Linked DNA regions of Mus musculus: region 2 is linked to region 1. Evidence: chromatin contacts called from public Micro-C data. All regions are on one chromosome and are shown on one strand. Each heading gives the region's core, a stretch centred on a gene start, on an enhancer-like site or on the middle of the called end of the contact. The rest is flanking DNA. Distances are from core to core; before and after follow the strand shown.

Region 1 (5,165 bases), core at 1,251-3,750:
TTGCTATACTCAACTTGTATCAATATAGTAAACTGATAATAGTAAAGAGACACTCTCCTCTCATCTTGAGAGAAGATACAGCAAGTTTCTGAGCCCAAGAAGTGAATATTAGGAGCCCTGGTTTATTGCCAAGTATGTACCAGGGTAAGGAAACTGGGGACTCATAACTTGCAATTGTTGAAGTAAGAGGTGGATTTGTGGGGCCCTAGGTCAAACTATAGATAATATTCAGTTTGTTTTCACAGAGAATTAACAGATGATTCATTGTTGAAAAAACCCACATTTTTGATATCAGAAGTTTTATAGATGTTGGCTTGGGAGTATGTAGTTTCCTGTAGACCACCAACCTACTTTGTCAGAAGCTTTGGATAATACTCCTAATGTGTTCAAAGGAAATGAAGTGAAACTATGAAAAGAAAATTATATTTTTTTGGCTATCAATTCACACACACACACACACACACACACACACACACACACACACACACACACAGAGTTTGACAATAACTCCAGATCATTATCATGCTAAGCTTTTCTAATGGAATTATTTTGAATATATTTAGTATAATAGTGACTATAAGTTATTTGGCACAGTGCCTGACACATAATGACTCAACAAATGTTAGTTGCCTTCCCTGAAAACTGCAAGCTTCAAAGACCATCCTGTTTCTGTAGCTCCTGGCTGGCTCTCCTGGGCTTTTTCAGAATGCCAGCAGGGAATATACTTATTTAAAAGATTGGCCATAATGGTTATTTCTCTTGACTCTGTCAAATCCCGTTCGCTCTTTCAGGATCTGCCTCTGTGTGTTTATGAATTCATAAGAGCAAGATAATGAAAATGCTTTTAAATTTAAAAATAGTTTCCACAATTCTAATGCTTAGCAACTAAGCATTAAAGGGGAAAGGAAAAACACAGTGGCACTCTTTCCTTTAAAGCTCCCCTGTTCATGGAACCGTTTCTATCTCAGGTGTTTCAAATCAACAACCATCAAAGCAATGCATATTAACCAAGACCTCTACCATGGACAGTGTTTATCTATTTAAACTGATGGGCCCACATGAAATATATATGGTAAAATGAATATTGACTCCCAGAAGGGTGTATACAGTAGCTCCAAATGGAACCAGGGGGCACTGCTTTGTTACTGTGCCATGAAGGTTACTGCTGCAAACGCTGTTTCAAAAATGCTTAATAGTAATAATAAGTGAGTTTAGTTTATGAAGTTTAAATGTGTTCCAGCAGAGCAGTATCCCATCAGAGACACAGCCATTAGCTTTAGTTTTGAGTCAATGGCCAGGCAACGCCGCCGCTTTATGGAAATTAAAGAGATGGACCTCAAGCAATCAGAAAACACTACTTTCTGGAAGGTAACTACTGAGTGCTTCAGCTATCTGCATCTCACACCTGAGACTTGGATAATTAGCATACTAAATGTCAGAAGTGTTTTTTTTATAATCTGGGGAAATTCATGGTTTATTTATAGGCATGATGAATGTTTGAAATGGGCCATCACTAGTGACTGTAAATGTATTCATGACTTGCTAAGGCATTTTAGAAACTTTCTATCTTTATAAATCCAGGGAAGCATGAATGTGCCTGTGTAGCACAGAGGGCTCCAATCTTGTCTCTTTAACAACCTTGTGTTTCTTTGCTGATTACAGGTTTAATAGCGGTTCATAGGAGAGGGGAAGCAGAGGTCTCTGCCTGTGGATTCTTGTTTGCCAGGCCCATCTTCAGTGAACTTCCATGCAGAACACCTAACATAGATACAGAAAGTTGCAAGAGCTGTTTGTGAATCTGGTTTCTAATGCTTATTTGCTAAGTAAGTATATATTCATATGTGGTTTGCTGTCATTGTAAAGCAGGAGTCAGCTTATTAAAACAAAGCCAACCCTTTTCCACCCAAAGCTTTCAAGGTCTCTTAGACCTACGTCTAATCTAGGGGGCTTAGGTCAGTCATAACAATGCTTTAGGGGAGTCTTTCCTTGGATTTTTGTCATCATTTTCTATTGGAATGTTATGATGAGTCATAGACCAAAAATATGTGAATATTAATCAAACAGGGCCAATCTTTAACAATGTTTAATTAATTATAATCATTAAATTTTAAATCAAGTTGTTGCCCTGATAACACTATATCCCAAGTTTTTATAGCACAGACAAGAAAAAAACTACATAAAACATGCTTGAAAATCTTAATGAGTTATGAGAATATTTTCTCACAGAGAGGAAGTTGGGGACCAGAACTTCAGCCTTAGTTAAATTTCAAAATCCATTTTGCCTGGAACACTGGGTTTGGCAGAAAACAAAATACTTTTGCCAAGTTCCCTCTTTCCAATCATTGAAAGACACATGTTCTATGAAGGGAATTTAATACATATGTTTCCCATAATTTAAAAAAATATATATTTTGCTAGTAGATTTTTCTGGGCTGAAGGAACTGAAACTGAACATCTTAGTGACACAACCACAAGACTGTTGAAATTAATAAGTACCTAATCAAGTATGATGGAATAGAATTTACTCAGAGGAAATGGATTTTAACAGGAACTGTTAGACGGAATAGGAACAGGAGGAGCACAGGTTGATTATATTTGTTATTAGTGAGATTTTTAGACTTAGGAATATGGGGAGGGCTAAAGAATGAAGTAAATATTCACCAGACAAACATAAATTCAGATCTGGAAGATCATATTGACAAGCTGACCCCCCCTTTTAGGTTCAGTTTCTACTTCTGTAAGATTTAAGCATGGCTGTTTGCTGTCCAATCCCAAGCCATCCATATTGAGCGGTGCTTTTCTATTTGACCAGTTGTCATTGTCTAGTGTTTCAAAAGTTTTTTTTTTTTTTTTCTAATGGAACTGCATGCAATGACTCAGATTTTTATCAATGTAACATAGCAGTTGCTGCCTTTTGTGAGTGTAAAATACCCAGGATTACAAAAATGCTTGGCTAAAGCATCAGGAATTTCATGAGTCAACTTAGGCAAGTTGACTGGTTTAGCTTATTCTTTCCATGAGGCACTTTAAAACCTAGGCAGTCCCAGTTGGTTGCATGAGGATAATTGGATCCAAAAAATAAATAAATAAAAATAAAAAATAAAGGACCTTTAAAAGGGATCCCATGTAAAATAGTAACGACAGCCTGGGAAGATGACATTTCAATTTAAGTTAAATTTATTTTTGCTTTATTTATACTTTGAGCTAAGTTAATATATACTGAAAGACACCCCGAATGACGAATGACAAAAGTGACATATTACTTCAGCTTTTCTTGGTATCTTTTCATGTAAATCTTTACCTCATATTCAATGTTTGTGTAAACTCAGAGGAAGGACACTTTGAAGGAGAAGCAAGCGGAAGTCTTTCTCAGCCCTATGACATGCAAGCCTTTTTCTTTCCATGACCTCATGATTCTGGTCCATGATTCTTCAAATCTGCTATTTCCTGCCGTGTCGGTGGGCCTTTGAGAGCTCCAACACCATGTGATGTCAGAAAGAATGAAGACACAGATGACAAAGACAAGGCTCTGTCTCTTGCTTACATGAAAATAGTAACTTGCTTCCACAGGATCCACTCACAAGTGACGAGTTTTGTTGTTGTTTGTTTTGTTTTGCTTTGCATTGCTTTGCTTTTATACTACAATAACTCTCTTCTTTATGCAATGTTGTTACTGATGCTTTTCGTAAGGGGTCAGAGTAAAGATGCATCTTATATTAAGCTCTGGGACATTTCCAGAAGTGAAATAAATTCACTTCTTGTCTGTTTTTGCATTGAAAAATTTTTTTCCCGGCTAGTCTCAGAGGTTTATATTGGGAATCATAGGTGATTACTAGAACCTGTATGGATTTTGAATTTTTCATTTTGTTACCCGTTCCTATTTCTCTTTCCTTTTTAATTCTGATCTGAAAACTGAGTATCTGTTGAAAGGTATTGAGTTTAGGGTTCAAACGGGACATTGAGAGTGGTTGTCCTTTTAGGTCAGAGATTTATTAAAATTCACTGATGCCCTAGATGTGTAGAGAGACAGGCAGCAGCCTGGAGGGTCTGGGGTGAGAGTTTCCTGTCATTTGTAAGGTTGCTGTTATCTGATTTTCTGAAACACCATAGCCAGTTACTACCGAAGTAGTTCCAGCCTCCTTTGGGAATTGACAAGGGGAGGGGTGCTGGAGACTGGAGCCAGGGCTCCAGTCCTCTGTTCCGTTCTATACCCCATTTTTTGATTGGGTTGTTTGGTTGTTTTATTCCCAGGAGGGGAATAAAATTTGGTGGTTAGCTTCTTGAGTTCTTTATATATTTTGGATATTAGCCCTCTATTGGATGTGGGTTAGTGAAGGCTTTTTTTCCCCAATCTGTAGGTTGATGATTTGTCTTATTGACCATATCCTTTGACTTACAGAAGCTTTACTGAGACTACAGAGTGCTCACAAAAAGGGCCCTATCATGACTGCTCTCCGAAAGACCCAACAAACAGCTGAATGAGTCAGATGCAAGATGCAGATATATGCACCCAACCCATGGACAGAAGCTGCTGACCCCTGTGGTTGAATTAGGGATAAGCTGCAAGAACCTGGGAGGAGGGCAACCCTGTAGGAGAACCAGCAGTCTCAATTAACCTGGACCTCCAAGATCTCTCAAACACTGGACCACCAACCAGGCAGCATACACCAACTGATATGAGGCCCCAACACACATACAGCAGAGGACTCCCAGGTCTGGATTCAGTCAAAGAAAATGCACCTAACCCTGAAGAGACTGGAAGTCTCAGGCAGTTTAGAGGTCTGGTGGGGTGGGGACATCCTCACGGAGACAGGGGGTCGGGGAGGAGGTATGGGATGTGGAACAGTTGGAGGGTCGACCAGGAGAGGAATAAAATCTGGAGTGTAAATAAATAAATAAATAAATAAATAAAAGATTTAAAAAATCTTAGGAAACAAGTTTTGATAGAAATTAAAATTAAGCAGGGCGTGGTGGCGCATGCCTTTAATCCCAGCACTCGGGAGGCAGAGGCAGGTGGATTTCTGAGTTCGAGGCCAGCCTGGTCTACAAAGTGAGTTCCAGGACAGCCAGGGCTATACAGAGAAACCCTGTCTCAAAAAACAAAAAACGAAAAACAAACAAAACAAAACAAAACAAGGAAATCAAAATTAAGCTGAAACTACAGA
Region 2 (5,165 bases), core at 718-3,217, 130 kb before region 1:
CACTCTAGCTATATACAAAACCATTTCCACTTGACCAAACCTACCATCCCTGGACTCCCCTGGCCACCATGACCAAAATATACCCCATGCAAAATACCCAAGAAACTAGCCCATCTAAACTCAGAATTAACATACATCCCTACAGGAGAAAAGTCCTTTGCCAAGGCCGTTTCATAAGTTTGTTCATTATGAATCTCCACAAATAAAGCTTGAATTGTCTCTTCATCATTAAATATTGATAACTTCATCAGCCTAGTATCTGGAAATATAAATAGCAAAGCAGTGTTAGAGAAAATCATGTTTGTAAAGCATTATTGATCTTTCCAAAAAGGAAATTATATTAATGATAATACTACTGGTATTCCCAAAGATAAGTTCAAATGAGAAATCCACCTTTTTAAACTACAAAACATACACAAAATGTTTTTAATACTAATTATTTGAAATTAACATATCCCTACAGTCATATGCATTTACTAGCTGTGGAGAATTTATAAGTAACTGATGATCACAGTCTAACAGTTAAGTGTGTATATTCCACAGGGAACTCTCACACTGTACTGGCTAGTTTTGTGTCAACTTGGCACAGCTGGAGTTATCACAGAGAAAGACGCTTCAGTTGGGAAAGTGCCTCCGTGAGATCCAGCTGTAAGGCATTTCCTCAATTAGTGATCAAGGGTTTCAGGTCCCTTGTGGGTGAGACCATCTCTGGGCTGGAAGTCTTGGTTCTATAAGAGAGCAGCCTGAGCAAGCCAGGGAAGCCAGCCAATAAAGAACATCCATCCATGGCCTCTGCATCAGCTCCTGCTCCCTGACCTGCCTGATTTCCAGTCCTGACTTCTTTCAGTGATGAACAGCTGAATAAACCCTTTCCTCCCCAATTTGCTTCTTGGTCATGATGTTTGTGCAGGAATAGAAACCCTGACTAAGACACACATCTTTGAGTGAAGGTTTTAGTATTGAACTTTAAACAATGATCAGAAACATGAAGCTTTACAGAGGAAGCCTTACATAATTATATGCGAGCTTGGGAAGAAAAGAGACTACTTAGATCAGATTTTGCCTGCTACTACAGTGAAAATAAGAACAAGGTATTCAGGTACCTATTACATAGCCAGTCTGCCAAGTGTGAGCTTGTTGCACTAATCTAGATTGCTTCAGGAATGGTGACATAAAGCCAACACAAATCATAGGCCTTTGTGTACTCTGCTTGCTTGGTGACTCCTGCTGGTTTGCTAATGTGGAAATGTTCCCAACCAGATGGGAAATGCCACCTTTCTGAAGACAGGAGACTTCCTCAAACTGTAGACTAAATAAAATATGAGGTCCCTTTTCTGATAATGGAGAAGTGACAATCCCTAAACAGGTAGACAGGCAGAGATGTTTGTGGAGAGACTCAGGTCAGAAGCAGCAAGAGAAGGCACAAATGAAAATGTGAAGTCTATGAGCATTTAGCACTGCAGCAAGGTTATCATCAGGACAGCTCACCACATGTGTGACGTGCCCAATATGAACTTCCTTAAGGTTACCAGAGGAGTCAGTCTTGATCAGTGTCAGATCCAGACCAAACAGTTCTTCATCACCTCCCTGACTTCTCCTGTGCCTTAAATTCCAACAATATAGACTCATTCTTTCTCTTCACATGGTTTCCCATAGAAAATGAAAGCCAGCCATGTGAATGTCAGATTTTTGAGACAACTCTCCCAAATATACATATCTAGTCCCTTCATGACTATTTTGTTGAAGAAATTTGAGAAAATTCTATGTATTTTATTACTTTTTAGTACTGATAATACTAAAAGTTATACTAAATAAAAATCACCTAAAATCACATTGCAGACAAAGCTTTATATAATTATTGCTGTTGAGTTCAATATTTGCAAAGTTCTGACGAGGAAATACTAAGGAATGCTTTTTAGCATCCAGAATACTGCAACATGAACTCACCATGAATCATCAATGTCTGGAATTGTGAACAATGTGATCAGCAGCCAGGAAGCCAGGAATAGTTACTGGGTGACTGGAGCCCTTGTCATGGCAAGTACTTATTGAAAAAATAGTAACTAAGCAATACCAGCAGTGTCAGGATTTTCGTGGTTAGTACAACCATTAGAGAAGGACATTTCCTATTCTACGTATTTCACAATTTTATCTATCAAGAGGAATCAAATATAGAACACATTGAGTCTGTGAGGAAGGAAACATTTGGTCAGCTGATGAATTGTACAGTTCAGGAAGTAGTCAATGGAATTGGACTGAGCGTTGAAGTGTGAGTCGCATTTTGGGGCACAGAAGGAAAAGGCCAAAAAAAAAAGAAGAAGAAAAAAAAAAGGGAGTGAGCAAAGGGGAGCAGCTGCTAAAGCATACCACACCAGCACTGGGAGAATCATCTGGAGCCTCTGCAGACCAGTGCCACATGAAGCAATAAACCAGGGAGCAACACTCCTCAAAGGGAAGTATTGTGGACCAGAACTATCTTCCAAATCACAGCTAGGAGACATTGACAAAAACCTGATGCCACCCAGCCAGCTGATGAGAAGACTGCTTCTGACTACCCATTGACCAAAAAAAAAAAAAAAAAAAAAAAAAAAAGACTTGACATTGACATTTAGAGGCCTAGTAAATGAATTAAAGATTGCCTTATTATCCAGTATTCTAGCCCTCTGTTGATTCTTGCTAACAATGCAAATGTGTTCTAGCATTGACACAAGGGTGGCTACTCAGATGTTGTGCTGTTAGAAGCATCATTGACTGATGCTCAAGATGCTATACCCCTGGACCTAATCATATCCAAGCTCAGTTACGTTTATCATGTATGCTCATAGTTGACAGATAAGCCTACTAAGCATACTTATGTAAACCCATTTTCATGACATGGAACTTTCTGGATGCTTAGGAAATATTGGCACACAGTTCCCCATGTACCTGGCTAAACATTTCTTGGAGGTTTGATACAGACTCTCCCTGCACACACTTCCCTCCTCTTCTAAGTCTTCTTCATAGACACACCAGCAGAGTGACCTGATGACCCACCCCTGTCTTTCCAGTACCATGTCCCTTTACTATTTATGGACTTTTTTTTTTTCTGATTCCTTTCCAACACAGCCAATTCTGGCTTGGTATTTGTTTCTTAGGGAACCCAACTAACACAGTCAGCCAGCCATGATAAAAACCCATTCTAAGGTTCTATTCTGTTGTGTTTTGCAGGAAGTTTATCTCTCAGAAGTATCCCAGGGCTCAGCTATGATTCTAAGAGAAAGACTTTCCTTTCCAATGCTGACATGTTCTAGGTATCAAGTAGGATACCCAAAGTTACCCTATATCCTAAATGTACTTCAGTATGAAAAAAGTCAATATTAGATTAAGGGATTTAAAAAGAAATTAACTTCTAGAGATTTAGCACTCGATGTGAAGAGTTTAGAAATGCACAAGCAGGATGGGAGAGGATAAAATAGAACCAGAACACCAGAGCCTAGAAGAGGTCACTACTGAGATTTTGCACAGTGACCACCTCCTATGTGGAATATGTTGAAGACCTAGAGGTTCATGCCAGAGTGGATGACTAAACATCAGAAAGTTATTCTCTTGGAGGATGGACACTAGCCATTTAAAAGCCAGGTTGTCAGTGTGACTGTACTCTCTCAAGGTATTGTGTGAGAAATTGCTACATGGTTCCTGGTATTATCTGCTATCCTGGGTGTTCTTGGCTTCTTGGGTCACTATCTTCCTCTGCAGTACATAGTATTCTACTTGTGTATTTTGCTGCCTCTTCTATTTCTACAAGGACTCCAGTCATAAGAAATTGGAGCCACATCTAAAGACAACATCTTCAACATTATTATATCTGAAAGGACCCTTCTCTCCAATTTGATTATGTGCAGTTATCACATCTGGGACTCTTTTGAGGAAGCACACAATAAATTGGCTGCTGAATCTTGTCCACAATCTTTACACCTTTACAATTAGCCAGCACTTATCACTTTGTGTCACTGGTAAATATTGCTGAATAAAAATGATTGGAAACCAAATGGAATTTCCTAAACATAGTCTGTGGGTGATATGCATTGTCAGGTATATTTACTAAAACTGGCAGTTTCTCAGAAAATTGGGAATAGTTCTACCTCAAGATCCATCTATACAACTTCTGGGCACATAACCAAAAGATGCTCCATCATATCATAAGGACACTTGTTCAACTATGTTCATAGCAACTTTATTTGTAATAGCCAGAAACTGGAAACAACCCATATGTTCTTCAATGAAAGGATGGATAAACAAAATGTGATTCATTTTCACAAAGGAATACTATTGAAAAAACAAGGACATCATAAAAATTTTAGGCAAATTGATGAAAGTAGAAAATATTCTGAATGAGGTAACAGAGACCCAGAAGACATGCATAGTATGTACTAACTTATAAGTGGACATTAGCCATAAAGGAAAGATAACCATTTTACAATCCACAGACCCAAAGAAGCTAAGGAACAAGGAAGACCAAAGAGATTATCCATGATCTTAACTACAGAAAGACAAAGCAAGGTAGAAGACCTCGTTAGTGTTTTCATCAAATGGAAGAAGCACAAAGTAATAACATTCAGGAAGCCTCACTACACTGTAACCTGTCACATTTTACAAAATTGTAAATTAACCAATACATATGTCTTACCTTTGTTACGATTTGAAGACACAATAGTATTTAGTTGAAATATATAAAACTTAGCATTTTTCTACCATACTTTTAACAACTATGACACATTCTGGAGACTAATTTGAGGATTTAAACTTGATAGCACTGTTCAGTAAACACAGGCATATGAAATTAAAAAGGCTAAATTATATTTATTTTACAGGAATTGACTAAGAGACTGAAAATATCTTAATTAAATCTCCAATCATAAGATATTTTAGCAAATTATGAGAGTACACAAATAATTAAGGACCTAGATTTTTCTTGCCTTTCCACATTTGGTTAGTTTAACTCTTCCATTTCAGTTATAAAAAATAACTTCATCAAAGGCTTGGGTTTGGGGCTAACTAAATAAGACAAGTTTCTTAGTTAGTGTTTCTATTGTGATGCAGTACCAGGAGCAAAAAGAAGAAAAGACTTATTTAGCTTGCACTTCGATATTACGGTACATCCGTCATCCAAGGAAGTCAGGAGAAGA

Evidence for each region. A called contact is a pair of places that touch in the nucleus more often than the background predicts.
Region 2: a contact with region 1 is called in a Micro-C map of muscle stem cells, with 5 times the contacts expected there. The contact joins two enhancer-like sites. A contact is called at or near these places in 4 of 484 Hi-C or Micro-C datasets (adipose-derived mesenchymal stem cells, embryonic fibroblasts, embryonic stem cells and 1 more) and 1 of 115 datasets of contacts at active chromatin or transcription factors (fibro-adipogenic progenitors).

The regions. Positions count from the first base shown.
Region 1 is chr3:61,306,741-61,311,905 of GRCm38.p6, reverse strand. No RefSeq gene overlaps it. Among named protein-coding and RNA genes, the nearest start is that of Rap2b, 55 kb to the left of the region's middle. Within about 2 kb of position 2,500, at least 15 of the 459 cell types and tissues checked have an H3K27ac peak or open chromatin away from gene starts, as enhancers often do. A contact at or near this core is called in adipose-derived mesenchymal stem cells and muscle stem cells, where this site is marked.
Region 2 is chr3:61,438,578-61,443,742 of GRCm38.p6, reverse strand. No RefSeq gene overlaps it. Among named protein-coding and RNA genes, the nearest start is that of Gm40061, 49 kb to the right of the region's middle. Within about 2 kb of position 1,967, at least 58 of the 459 cell types and tissues checked have an H3K27ac peak or open chromatin away from gene starts, as enhancers often do. A contact at or near this core is called in adipose-derived mesenchymal stem cells and muscle stem cells, where this site is marked.